Regions from separate parts of the Mus musculus genome. Here region 1 is linked to region 2. A link is a contact called in public ChIA-PET data. All regions are on one chromosome and are shown on one strand. Each heading gives the region's core, a stretch centred on a gene start, on an enhancer-like site or on the middle of the called end of the contact. The rest is flanking DNA. Distances are from core to core; before and after follow the strand shown.

Region 1 (3,952 bases), core at 844-3,343, 110 kb before region 2:
ATAGTTTTAAGGGGTCAGTGAGAGGGCTCAGTGTGTAAAGGCACCTGCAGCCAAGCCCAACACGCTAAGTTTGATCCCTGACACCCATATGATGAAACTGACTTCTGTAAATTGCCCTCTGACCTCTACACCATTCTACTCCCCCCAGATATAATAAAGAGGGAACTCATTTTAAGAGGGTGCTCCAGGCTTCAGCGATGGATAGGAACTTGGTCCTCTTCGTTTGTGTTTGACCTGCTCGTGACACTGATTTACTCTGGTCATCACGCTGACTTTTCCTGAAACTACAGCAATTCAGGAACAGAATACACTGTCATTGGGTTTTTACTTTGATGGAAGAGCTGGAATTTACCCATTCTAATGTTTCTAAAATCTCAGCGCCCTATCAACAGATGCTTTCCTTTTGTGTATTTGAGATTGAAAACTTCCGGAGCACGTTGACATCCGTGACTAGCTCTGTAAGGTCCTAAAACTTTATGACGTCTGCAGTTACATTTCTCACTCATGACAAGGGCTTTAGGATCTAAAAACTCATTGCAGGGATTAGGCCAAGAGGTTGGAAATCTCAAGGGCAGAGGTCAGGACCTCTGAGTGGAAGAAGATCCCCTCAGAAATTCACCTCTCAGTCAGTCCGTCCCTCTCCCCTCAACCCCAGTATCTCTTTTCTTCCCTCCCAGCATCCCTCGGGGAAACAGCTCTTAGCTCCCCAAGTTTGCTCATCTTGGTGGACCCAGGTCTGGGTTGGAAATAGACCATTCCTGTAGGAGATCAGGGGACCCTGGGGCTCACTTTCCCAAAGCACTCACCCCTGCAGGCTGCCAAGAGTCCCCTGCCGAGTGCTGGGCTCTGAGTTCCTTCTTGTGACCTCTGGAGGGGCCGGGGTGCTGTACATCACTGGACCTCTGAGGGGCTTTGCAGCTTCTAAGCCTTTTCAGTGTCGTGACTGACTAGCCAGTATGGCTTCCACTTTTCTTAGCTCTTTCTAAGTTGCTGATTCATAGAGGGGAAAAAGGGTAAACTGGTATGCATTTTGCATATAATCACCTTTTAAAAAAAAAGTAGATAATAGAATGACAGAAAATTCTCCAAATCCCTATGTATTCCAAATTGTATCATTTTGTACTATTGAAATTTCTTATTTAAGTACCCAAGATGATATATATATATATACATATATATATATGTATATATATATATACACATATATACACATACATATACATATACATATACATATACATATACATATACATATACATATACATATACATATACATATACATATATGGGGGGTGTAGGATCTTGAACTCTGATCCTCTGCCTCTGCTCCCTCAGCACTGGGATTTCCAGGTGTGCACCACCGCACTCATGAAGGTGGTTCTGGAGCTGGAACCCCAGGGCTTCGAGTACCTCATGCAATGCAGCCACCTCCCAGTCATTCTTCCTAGATCATATTCACCAAGGTTCTCACATACAAAACTGGTTTTTAGTTTTTGTTTCTTTCTGAAGCTTTTAATCTTCTGTTCTAGAATGTTCTCCCAACAAACTGCCTTCTTTGGGCTGGTGCGATGGCTCTGCAGGTAAAGGTACTTACTGCCAGTTTAATGACCCAAGTTTACCCTCTGCATGCATAGTGGAAGGCAAGAACCGGTTCCTACAAATTATCTTCTGATCTTCCGAGACACACACACACACACACACACACACACACACACACACACACACAGAACGGCTGTACCACCACTACTACTACTAACAGCAACAACAATAGTAATAAGACCCAAACCTCCCTACCTTCACCTGAAATTCCAGGCTGAGTTGGTAGAAGGTTCATCAGAGTTGGTCTACTGGAGGTGGCCACAATGCCCACTGCAGGAGCCGTGCTCTTTCTCACCCAGCTGTCTGTGCTCCCAGTGTGAAGCAGTAGGGCCACTCTCTAGTTTCTGCCAGTTGATGGAAACATGAGGGGCCTGTGGGGGAGTAGGGAGGCGACTGTCAAGAGGCCCAGCGTTTTCGTGAGAAAATCTTCTTCCTCCAACCCCCAGGGCAGTGTGAAAACAGCAAACCACTCTGGCAGAATGGAAAGTCGCTGACAGGAAGCACCCTCCACCGGTGTGCTAATAAGGCCAGGGCACAGGAAATGCTCCGCTCAACCCAGACAGCAGGAAACCCACCTTCAGCCCTCCTGTTCCCCACAGGCACTCTGGCATCTGGGGCCCATGTGGTTGAAGAGTCAGAGACATGACTATTCACCCTGTTTTTCTGAGTGTTAAAAACCTCTAGGGTCAAAATTCGAAGGTTCAAGACAATGTGCTTGCGTAGCTATTGTCATTGGTTATCTTTACTTATTTATGCTTTTCACATCTATTTACTGTGTCTGCACACATGCCGTGCCACATGAGTGGGGGTCAGAGAACACTGGAGGGAGTGTGTTCTTTCCTACTTACTGTGTTGGTCTCAAGAGTCAAACTAGGGTGTTGGACAGAGGCAAGTGTTTGTATCCAATGAACCATCTTGCACACTATGTTTTTTTTGTTTTTTGTTTTTGTGAGGCAGATCTCCCTTCAGAGGTCAAGTTGACTGAACTCATAGTAGCTTCTTGTCTTAATGTCCCTGGTGATGTGCTTACAGGTGTGAATCAGGCTCAGGGCTCAGAATGGTTCTTACCCCTGCTCCCAACCCAAGACAGGGTTTCTCTACACATCCATGGCTTTTCTTTCTTTCTTTCTTTCTTTCTTTCTTTCTTTCTTTCTTTCTTTCTTTCTTTCTTTCTTTCTTTCTTTCTTTCTTTCTTTCTTCCTCCCTCCCTCCCTCCCTCCCTTCCTCCCTCCCTCCCTCCCTCCCTCCCTCCCTCCCCCCCCCTCTCTTTTTGGTTTTTCGAGACAGGGTTTCTCTGTATAGCCCTGGCTGGCCTGGAACATACTTTGTAGACCAGGCTGGCCTCGAACTCAGAAACCCGACTGCCTCTACCTCCTGAGTGCTGGGATTAAAGGCGTGTGCCACCACTGCCCTGTTCTGTATTTCACTACACAGGCCAGGCTGGCTGACCTCAAACTCTCAGAGGTCCTCCAGCCTCTGTCTCCTAAGGGCTGGGATTGAAAAAGTGTACCACCAATGCTGGCCTTAGAATGGTTCTTAGCAGATCTCAAAAGAGCTAGAATTAGTTGTTTAGAGAGCTGTACAGAGCTGGCACCCGCTTGTGGTTCCGTGGGTGGACTGGCTTCATAAATAGATCTTCTGCAGGTGATAATGCCAGAGGTGAGCTGAGTTTCATACTCTCAGAGCCTCTGTTCCGGTATCATAGTGGGAATGGAACCGAGCCCGGGTTACAGGGCCGTTGGCCACTGTTTCTTCCTCAGGGCTTCTGGTGAGGGGCTATCTGTTGCTGGCCTGGCTCTGCTGCAGCCAGTCCCAGTCCTGGGTAACCTCTCATTTCAGGTACTGCTGGGTTTCTCGCCAGCATTTACCTCAAGCTCCCAAGCTTGGGAGAAAGTTTCGAGTTTGTTTCTAAAATCCCTTCCCTTTCGCTTCACGTGTGTCGGGAAACCAACCCTCCTGGCGAGTCAGCCAGAACCACCACGAGTGTATAGAGGATGCAGGGAGCCTCTCTCACGACACTTGCCAAACCAGGTGGAGCTCCAGGTAACTGGAAGGGGTGGCCTCCGTGCCTTTGCCATTCTGCCTCGCTGGGACCTCTTTCAGGTGCACGCTGGAGTTCTTGGCTTCCAGAGCCTGGACACAACCTACTTGTTCCAGTTCTCCCAAGGCCCAGAGTACTGTGCAGGAAATCCCGCCACGCCAGGCTCTGGGGAGCCTGCTTAGCTAGAGACAGATAGTCTGGGGGCTGGGACCTAGGTCTCTGCCTACATTTCCTTGGGATCAGGTTTGAAGAAAAACTAGTATTCCTTTAACCTGGTAGTGGTGGGAGGCAGAGGCAAGAGGATCTCTGAGT
Region 2 (4,153 bases), core at 1,059-3,558:
ATTTATTATTTGGGTACATGTGTATATACCCAAATATACACATATGCACACACACACACACACACACACACACCTTTCTCTTTTTTGAGACAAGGTTTTCCTATGTATCTCAGGCTGGCCTCTAATTCACAGCACTCCTCTTGCCTTAAGCTTGCAAGGTCTGGGACTATAAGCGTACACCACCATATCCAGCTTTAGTTACATTCTTATGAATGGGTAGAAAGATGGTTCCATTACAAATGCACCTCGACTCACCTTACACACACATCTTCCCTTATTTGTGGACAAGCATCTTTGGGATAAGACTCGGGCTCCGTGTAAATGCATGTGTAGCCTGTTGGATATTGCCAGCATCCCCTGTCGGAGTTGTACTGCTTTGCACTCCTGACACAGAGTCTACAAATGAGCCAGACCTCACAGTGAGTGCCCTGAGCTGAGCACTGGGAGCCCAGCCAGAGTCCGGGACCTGTCTAGCAGCAAGCACACCTTCTCAGCCCCAGGGCGTGCCCTGGGCAATGGCAGGAAGGCAGGAAGAGGATGGCTTCAAGGATGCCATTCCAGGCCATTTTCCCAAACTGTGTATGAAACTTTCCCAAATTCACGTGTGAAACTTGGTAAACCAGGAGAAAAGGGAGGAGTGAACGAGCCGGTGGTGGGAGAGAGGGCAGAACCCAGGTCCTCGGTTCTCAGCCCCCTTTTCCTCAGTTCTCTCTCTCTCTCCCTGCTCCACACTGACCAACAGACACTTCCCTGAGCAGAAGCCATTGGCTCTGACTCTAAGTAGGTCCATTCCTGCTTTTACACGTGCAAAAGAAATAAGTCAGTGGAACAAGAGCAGCTCGTGGTAGGAAAAGAGGAGTCAAAGAGATGCTGGGAGAGGAAACAGAGTATAAGACATTCCACACAGCTCTCCTGGACTCTAACCCCAGGGCACGCTCACTTGTATGCCCTGAGAAATGGGGAAACGATTTAGTCATTATGGAAAACATCACTCAGGTTCCTCAAGCTGGAGTTGAGCACTTGCTTGGCATGCAAGAGGCCATAGGTTCGATTCCCAGCACCGCACAAACAGAATTAGAAATGGAACCGCCATGCGACCCAGCAATCGCACTGCTAGGTATGCATGTGAAGGAAACGAAATCAACACAGAGACATCTGCCGGCTCTGTCTATTGCAGCACCATTCACAACAGGGAGGAGATCAAAACAACCCGAGTACCCATCAGTTGATGGACTGGTAAAGAAAACAGGGCACTAATATACTAGAGTGTTCAGCCATGAAAGAACAGCAACCTGTCATTTGTATTTGCAACAACACAGAAGGAACTCGAGGCCCCTCATGTTAAGCGAAACCAGGCATGGCGAGACAGATACAGATGGCCCCGTGTGGAATCTGGAAAAGCTGATTTTACAGAGTTGAGATGGAATGGTGGTTGCCAGGTTTGGGGGGTGGGGAGAGAAGGATGAAGACAGGATGATGGACACCTCCTAGCTGGAGTTAGAGAGGAGTAAATATGTTCTGTTGTTCTATTCGAATGATAGGACTGGAGAAAATGATAGTGTGCTGTTCATGTACAAGAAATCACCTTTGAATTGCTCTTTTCTTCCCCACCGCAAGGAAATGATAAATAGTCTATATTTGAATAGAACAAAAATATGTATGATCCTGTGTCAATTTAGAATGACGTGTATACCATCTATTTTCTAGAGGGGGAAAAGAGTGGAGAAATGCTGTTAGTCCAGTAAGAATGCACCTAGAGAGTACCTGCCCCACCCTATCCTCTTCATCCTACTTCTCCTGGAAAGGGGGATGGATGAGAGGATCAGGCAATGGGCTGGGTGGGTGGCATCTCTGGGAGGCACTTGCAGGGAAGGAACACAGATGGCCTGGCAGATACCCTTCTAGGAAAGGGCAGGCTCAGGGTGGGGCCCATCACCTGTAAGGTAGTATCAAGCTTCTTGGGCTCCTAGGCACCCCAAATAAACAAACTCTCCATCTCCTTTCAAAGTTTGGTAGATCTTAATGAGGGGTGGGGGGAGGGGTGGTCCTGAGGCCCAGAACACTGAATAAAGAGCAAAGAACCATGGGTACCGAGAGGAGTCAACTTAGTAGTCTCAGCTGGCAGTCTGAGCTGCTGACAGGCAAGGCTGGGGAAGAGCTAGCCTAGGTCCCCCTTCCTCTCTAGATCTTATAGAAACTGAGAGTGTGACATAAGTCAGGCCCCTGCTGTTCCTGCTCAGGGACCTTACTCTACCCAGCAGCAAGCCTTGGGTAGATTCTGACTCTTCTAGTTCAGGGGTGCAAGGGGGGTGGGGTGGGATGTGTGTGCTCACTTAGTACCCTCTTTCTGACTCTCTTCAGACATCAAAGACCATAGCTGTGTGACAAATCTGACTCAGCCACTCCTTCCCACTGTCTCGGTAGTGAGCAGGGTTCCCAGAACAAGGAGAAGCTATAGAACAGAGGGCAAACCAGGGGCCCCTTCTGATACCTCGCATGCAACTGACTCTCCGCATGCTAACACTCCACCCCTCGGGACTAGCAAGATGGACCTGTAGATAAGGTCCCCTCCCTCGAAGCCTCTCCTGACCTGAGTGTGGGTGCCCTGGACCCACATCATACAGAAGAGAACACATTGTCCTCTGACCTCCAGATGCACCCTCCCTCCCAGATGTTTTTTAAGAAATTAAGCTGCCCTTTTCTTCTCACAAGTGTTGACTGAGTGCCTCTGTATGTCTCAGCACTGTGCTAGAAGCTGGGAATGTGAGGGGTGAGACAAACTAAGCTCCTTCAACTTGACCTTGGATCCAGGGACACAGAGATGGAAAATGGAAGGGGAAGGGAATGAGGGACCGGCAGGGACTGGAAGGCCAGAAGCCTCTACTCCTTCTAAGCCCTTTCTCCTGAGGGAGTACTCAGAGGGCAGAACCAGGCAGGAGGGTGGAGCCAGCTGCTGACAGGCTGACAATAGGGCGGGCCACAGAGGCAGCTAGAGGTGAGGGGGCCCAAATTCTGAATCAATATTCCCAGCCCCTCCCGGTTGCACAGCTGGGAGCAACAGCTGGCCTGAAAAGCAGTCACCACAGCTGCCCTAGAGGCAGGACACAAGACCACTAGAGCAGGTGCCCTAGTGCGCTTATCTAAGCAGGCATTTCAGGAAGCAGCCATCCTTGTCTACCAGTGTCTGCCCCCAGGATTCTCTCCTCCCCTTCCTATAGAATAAGGACATCAATTCTTCCTGGGGCTGGAAATACAATTAGGTTACAGTGGCAGAGAGGTACAGTCTGAGCCATCACCAAACACTCCAAATGAAGGCGTACTCTTGAGGCTTTCCTGGTTACCCTTAAACTCTCCTAGCCTCTGTCTCTTTCCCAGGGTCTCTGCAAGGCTTTTTCTCATAACCCAGACAGGTAGCTGGCTTAGCTAGCTTGCCTGATTCATAGGGCCCTCTTGTGAAATCTCCCCTTTCCCCTAGGCCCCTTTCCATGCTGATCCCTGCCTGGAACAACCCTGGTCTTCTCCCTTCCAGATAAGGAGGACCCAGAGCAAGGGGGTGGGGGTGGGGTTACAGGAAAGGGTCTCTAGTTAGGAAGAACCAGGAATAGGAGGAGCTGGGGGGGGAGAGCAGGTGGATCTGAAGACTCCCTGCCAGACACCCCAACTGGAGGAGGAGATAGTTGGTCTGCAGAATAGGGACTTCTTTTCCCTCCCTTCAGTCCCCTCTCCCCTCTTGGTATCACAGTGACTGCCTGATTCTCCATCTGACACAGAACCCACCCTCCCTGGCCAGCACATGCTGGCACGGGGTCTGGAGGGGATTGTGAGTCCTGTAGGAGTGCCCTGGAAGGAGGAGGCTCTAGCCAGGGCTGCCTGTCTCTGCTCCCAGGATTTATCGGGGAATGGGGGGGGGGGTGTCCTTCCATCTCTTCCACCCAGCTGGAAAAGAAGCAAGGAGGCACTCTTTCTAGGGTGGACCAGAGAGCAGGGTTCAACTCATCTTGGGAAAAGATGTCAAGTGGCCCCCAGGTCCAAGACAGGGAGAGAGGAAAGGGTGGGAGGCAATCTCAGCCTTAATGGTAACCTCTTATGGGACCTGTTCAAGGACCCTCTCAAGGGTCAGCGGCCCAAGCCAACAAGCCCCACAGCCTGGGGC

Evidence for each region. ChIA-PET counts read pairs in DNA pulled down with a chosen protein or histone mark.
Region 1: a contact with region 2 is called in an RNA polymerase II ChIA-PET map of memory CD8 T cells, with 692 read pairs. The contact joins the promoter of Lax1 here to the enhancer-like site in region 2. A contact is called at or near these places in 1 of 15 datasets of contacts at CTCF or cohesin (CD8 T cells), 1 of 484 Hi-C or Micro-C datasets (natural killer cells), 6 of 115 datasets of contacts at active chromatin or transcription factors (CD8 T cells, the HPC-7 cell line, effector CD8 T cells and 3 more) and 2 of 9 other capture datasets (adipose tissue and liver).

What each region holds. Positions count from the first base shown.
Region 1 is chr1:133,688,015-133,691,966 of GRCm38.p6, forward strand. It overlaps Lax1 (lymphocyte transmembrane adaptor 1), which reads right to left and starts at 2,094. Exons shown (of 6, transcript NM_001159649.1): 1 at 1,795-2,094; 2 at 807-990. The coding sequence starts at 892.
Region 2 is chr1:133,795,638-133,799,790 of GRCm38.p6, forward strand. It overlaps a transcript of Atp2b4 not described here. Among named protein-coding and RNA genes, the nearest start is that of Gm28441, 37 kb to the right of the region's middle. Within about 2 kb of position 2,309, at least 12 of the 459 cell types and tissues checked have an H3K27ac peak or open chromatin away from gene starts, as enhancers often do. A contact at or near this core is called in CD8 T cells and memory CD8 T cells, where this site is marked.